Linked DNA regions of Xenopus laevis: region 1 is linked to region 2. Evidence: chromatin contacts called from public Hi-C data. All regions are on one chromosome and are shown on one strand. The core of a region is the stretch at or near the end of the contact, and the rest is flanking DNA. Distances in the headings are between cores, read along the strand shown. Region 1 holds the start of spry1.S (sprouty RTK signaling antagonist 1 S homeolog). Region 2 has its middle 77 kb from the start of LOC121398335.

Region 1 (2,719 bases), core at 79-2,578, 200 kb before region 2:
ATCTCCCCCTCCTCCTTCTCACTGTCACGGTTTGTTTTTCATTCATAACTTTTTCCTTCCTTTGCTGATCATTCGGATTGTCTGTGTAGACCGCCCCGATCTGTATCTCCTTCTCCCCCAGCCTCTACGTAGCTTTGCCCATTCCGCATGTTTATCTTGGAGCAGGGCTCTCCATCCATCTGGCGCATATTGGTTATTTTCAGCGCAGCAGTTCGTGCGATTTTCCTTTTCTTCAATGGCTTGTGTACATTGTGCACCTGGAGGTGTGACACCCCTAAACTGTGGGATTTGTTGTTAGTGTGGCAGTTACTGTGCACAGGGCCAGCATCTGTAGTTTGGGTGCAGCTGCCATCACCCCAATTCTCTGCATCTGCCTGTCCTCTGGCCTTGGGAATGTACATTCAACCTAAAGATCCGACTCTGTGCCTGCACTGCAATACTGGTGCTTAGGGAATCACTGGAACAGATAAGTAGGAGGTTAGAGCTACAGACTTTAACTTCCCCTTTTGTCTCTTATTTATCTCTTTTCTCCCTTTGTTTTGCTTGCTGAGAGCTGCTGCTGAGGGGAAGATTAAATGACAGGAGTCTGCCACATTATTTTATCTCTATGGCACAACTAAAACAGTTACATTTGCTTTAAACAAGAATACCTTCCCGACCTTTGCAATCAAACACTGAATTTCCAGGCGATATACTTCAGCCCTTCCAGTGATTGGTGACTTTCTTATAAAGTTGTTACTTGAGTAAAATGCTCCTCTGTTGGAGATCTATATCTACCCTCCCCCCATAAATTCCCATTACCAATAAATCATTATATGTGGCTTTGTTAGCAAGTACAGTAGCAAAACAAGAAGAGCTCTGTGCCGTGACTGTAATGTTACAGTATCTGGAGGCTTTGTGTTTTTCCTGAACCAGTTGCATCGTGCACAACAGACATGGGTCCCGTCACACACAATGACTTTCATACGCGGCCAGAGTTTGACATTATCTAATTGTAGTCAGGGGTACATTAAATATGGGGGGTAGGGGTGCAGTAATTCGCCATGCTGTCATCTGATATTTCTTGAGATTACAGTAGAACCTCAATTTTACATCACCTGATTTCAAGTTTTCCCTAATTTTACATTGTTGTTGTTTTGTGGTTCCACCGATATATTATGCATAATACATTTCCCTGCTTTTACATTGTTCTTGATTTTACACCATTTTTTCTGATCCCCTGAAAAACGTAAAATGGGGGTTCTACTGTATTTGTATTTGTACCTTTATGTTATCCCCCAGAATGCTGTTCACAAATATTTATCTTTTTGTTGTGATTCGATTGGCAGGTTTTCAGATGCATGCCAAGTTCACGTTGAATGCCAGAAATCAAGATCACTACAGATGGAGCTACAAAGTCAACATGGCATTGGTGGTTCATTAGTCGTGATACAGCAGCCATCTTTAGACAGCCGGCAACGGTTCGATTATGAACGGGAGGTTCAGCCGACGGCTATCTTGTCCTTGGATCAGATCAAAGCTCTCCGGAGCAGGAATGAGTACACGGAAGGCCCATCCATGGTAAAAAAGACTGGACCAAAAACTGTACCGAGGCACATTAAGCAAGAACGGACTCATGAAATCATACCAATTAATGTGAATAACAACAATGAGCACAGGCCCACTCACTGGGCTCACACAGGACATCTACCCAATGGAAGGGCCCCTGGGCTCAGCAGGTCTACTAGCACTGGTAGTGCAGCCAGTTCTGCTAGTACAAATAGTGCTTCTTCTGAGCAAGAACTCCTGGGGCAATGCCCACCACCCAGATCAGCCTCTGGTCACAGGACTGAAAGGATAGTCCGAATGCAACCCAAGGCCAGTGCTTTGCCTGTGGAGGACCTAAAGAGCTCAATAAAAATGGATTATTCGCAACACCGGTTTATCTGTGAACAGTGTGGGAAGTGTAAATGTGGAGACTGCACTGCTCCAAGGACCCTGCCCTCGTGCCTGGCTTGTAACAGGCAATGTCTGTGCTCTGCGGAGAGCATGGTGGAATACAGCACTTGCATGTGTCTGGTCAAAGCAGCTTTCTACCACTGTTCCAATGACGATGAGGGTGACTCTTATGCGGATAATCCTTGCTCTTGTACCCAATCACACTGCTGGTCAAGGTACCTTTGCATGGGAGTAATGTCCATCTTCTTACCCTGCTTGCTCTGTTACCCTCCTGCCAAGGGATGTCTAAAACTGTGCCGAGAATGTTACGACAGAGTTAATCGCCCAGGCTGCCGATGCAAGAACTCAAATACAGTATATTGCAAACTGGACGACGTTCCCCGGGGCCAGGGCAAGCCCTCCTGACTTTAGCGGAGAACGTGTAGCTTCTCCTTCCACATTGTGGAAAAGTGTGTGAGTGATTGTGTGTGTGTGTGTTTGTGTGCGTGACTTCCTTTTCTCCTTTATAACGTTCTAATATTGACCTCTGCTTTTATCACACAGTAATACATGTTACTGTAACCGATACTTTCATGCACAGGCATTAACACAAGTCTTGTGGTGAGGAAAAGGGGGGTTTAATAGGTGCCCTTTTATTCTCTTTTCTCAAATTTGGTTCTTTGTTGCTTCATTTATTAATACTGTTAATGGTAAATCGGATTTTCAACAAAACCTATCTTTTTTTTAGTTTTGTGACTTGGGGTGGGGGAATTTTAATTTTTTTTTTTTTCTTCAGTTTCTT
Region 2 (2,700 bases), core at 80-2,579:
ACTGTAATTTCAAAGGTCTGAAACGATTAAATAGAAATTAGTTCTACAGCAGAACTTAACGATTTTTTTTTTTTTTCATTTTTGTTCAGTGGAAAGATCAACAGACTGGAGTTAACAAGCTGACATTCAGGCTACATTAGGTCCAATGACTGCCCACATAACAGTTCTGTCAATGATTTACCAAGTGTACAGATAGGCTGCAAGAGATGTCTCAGAAAATCAATTGGTTACTTATTATGTCACTGTTATAGTTCTTTTCTGGAACAGAAATGGATACGCACTAGCCAAGCGAGCCATGCTTTGTCTGGAAATGGAGGGAGGAAGTGATCAAGGCTATAATCTTCCGAACAACTGTTTCCTTTTCTAGTAATTAAATATAATGCATAGATAAATAATAGCACATACTTTGTCCTTTTTTTTCATGAATAGTCAATAGAAACTACAGCGAAACCACACACTGTTCAGCATAAAAGAGTGTATTGTAACATGCACAAATGCACTTGTATTATCTGTTCCTTAGAAAAGTGTGTATTGGAAAGCTAATTTCCTTTGTAGTCTTATCATTGAATCTAGCTCAGCTGAACAGGAAGCTGTACCTGGCCTTCTGTTGTATGGAGACCGATAAAGTTGCCACTGCAAAAGCTGGGATACTGTCATGGGAAAAAAAATTTTTCAAAATGAATCAGTTTATAGTGCTTCTCCAGCAGAATGCTGCACTGAAATCCATTTCTTAAAAGAACAAACAGATTTGTTTATATTCAATTTTGAAATCTGACATGGGCTAGACATATTGTCAATTTCCCAGCTGCCCCAAGTCACGTGACTTGTGCTCTGATAAACTTCAATCACTCTTTACTGCTGTACTGCAAGTTGGGAGTGCTATCACCTCCCTCCCTTTACCCCCCAGCAGCCAAACAAAAGAACAATGGGAAGGTAACCAGATAGCAGCTCCCTAACACAAGATAACAGCTGCCTGGTAGATCTAAGAACAACACTCAATAGTAAAAACCCATGTCCCACTGAGACACATTCAGTTACATTGAGAAGGAAAAACAGCAGCCTGCCAGAAAGCATTTCTCTCCTAAAGTGCAGGCACAAGTCACATGACATGGGGCAGTTGGAAAATCGACAAAATGTCTAGCCCCATGTAAGATTTCAAAATTCAATATAAAAAAAACTGTTTGCTCTTTTGAGAAATGGATTTCAGTGCAGAAGTCTGCTGGAGTAGCACTATTAACTGATGCGTTTTGAAAAAAACATGTTTTCTGATGACAGGATCCCTTTAAATATGTATGCTCTTCAATAGAAAAGTGTTTTTTAAAAAAAAGACTATTTCTTTGAGAGTTAGCATCAGGTGTTTTATTTACAGTGTACTGAGTATTACGGTTGTGCCTATATTTTGGTACATAACATAAATGCACCCAGTGTTCTTGTTATTAGAAGCTTCAGTGCACTGCAGCCCTTTGCTTTACATATGCTATAGACCAGACATTAAGGGGCAGATTTATCAAGGGTTGAATTGAAAATTCGAAGTAAAAAAATTTGAATTTTGAACTATAGTATACTATATCAAAATTTATCATGTACTGTCTCTTTAAAAATTCGACTTCCACCATTTGCCATCTAAAATTGCTGTTTTAGCCTAAGGTTGAACCTCCTAGATCCTATTTGAAGTTAACTGGTGGATTTTGAAAAATCAAACTCTTTTTTTCAAAAATACTTTGAATCTAATTCAATCGAATACGATCTTAATTCGAACAATCGAATACAGCCTATTCAACCGGAAAAAAAACTTTGATTTTTTTAATAAATTTCTGTTGGACTTTTTTCATTTGAATTTCGAAGTTATGGGAGTTCAAGAAAACTCCCATTACTTCGAAATTCAACCCTTGATAAATCTCCCCCTAAGTCCAGGCTTCCTTTTAGCACAATTTTTCACTTATGTTGTTTATAAAGAGTATTATTATGCATTTATATTGCAACAACAGTACATTACAGAGATTATACATCATTCTATCCCAGTGGAGCTTGCAGTCTAAGGTCCATATGGCACACACACAGTATAGCCAGTTTTATTAATTAACATGTTTCATTAGTTTAGGGGTGTGGAAGGAAACTGGAGTACCCAAGGGATGGTCATTTTGTCTGTGCCCACCTGCCCACATATTGACTTGGGATATTGAGCATCAGAGTTCCTGCACCAGCTACTTGAATCTATCACTTAGACTTAGGGGAGCAGATTAGTGAGTAGGCTGAGAACTGAAACAATGCCTCAGCCTATCAGGACTGGCTCCCACCAAAGCCCAACATCAGCAGCTGAAGTGGATGGTGGAAGAGATGTGTTGTTCAGCAACCATGTAAGTAAAGGGGTCATCTGAGAAACAGAGAGAATGCAGGGAGGCACATTAATCAAAAATATCTGTATGTGCTCTGGTTTTTTTTTTAATAAAACCTGGCTAGTTTATTTTTGTCAAACCCCTTCTCATGAAAAAAAAGGAATACAGTGTATTCTACACTAGAATATTGGAGTTCCAATTGTGAGAAGACACCGTCAGAAAACCTGTTACCTTCCAAGACGTGGGGGTTATTTATCGAAAATCCAAAGATATCTCATTATTTTACTCCGACCAAATCCGCACAGGGTTTTCCCCTTATTTATTAATAAATTTTCCCGAAAAATTCCAGTGCTGGTGAAAAAAA

Evidence for each region. A called contact is a pair of places that touch in the nucleus more often than the background predicts.
Region 1: a contact with region 2 is called in a Hi-C map of the XTC cell line, with 9 times the contacts expected there. The contact joins the promoter of spry1.S here to the enhancer-like site in region 2. A contact is called at or near these places in 2 of 4 Hi-C or Micro-C datasets (the XL177 cell line and the XTC cell line).

Annotation. Positions count from the first base shown.
Region 1 is chr1S:54,361,122-54,363,840 of Xenopus_laevis_v10.1, reverse strand. It overlaps spry1.S (sprouty RTK signaling antagonist 1 S homeolog), which reads left to right and starts at 1,328. Exons shown (of 1, transcript NM_001159681.1): 1 at 1,328-2,410. The coding sequence starts at 1,384. The coding sequence ends at 2,343.
Region 2 is chr1S:54,157,915-54,160,614 of Xenopus_laevis_v10.1, reverse strand. No RefSeq gene overlaps it. Among protein-coding and RNA genes, the nearest start is that of LOC121398335, 77 kb to the left of the region's middle. Within about 2 kb of position 1,329, at least 1 of the 7 cell types and tissues checked has an H3K27ac peak or open chromatin away from gene starts, as enhancers often do.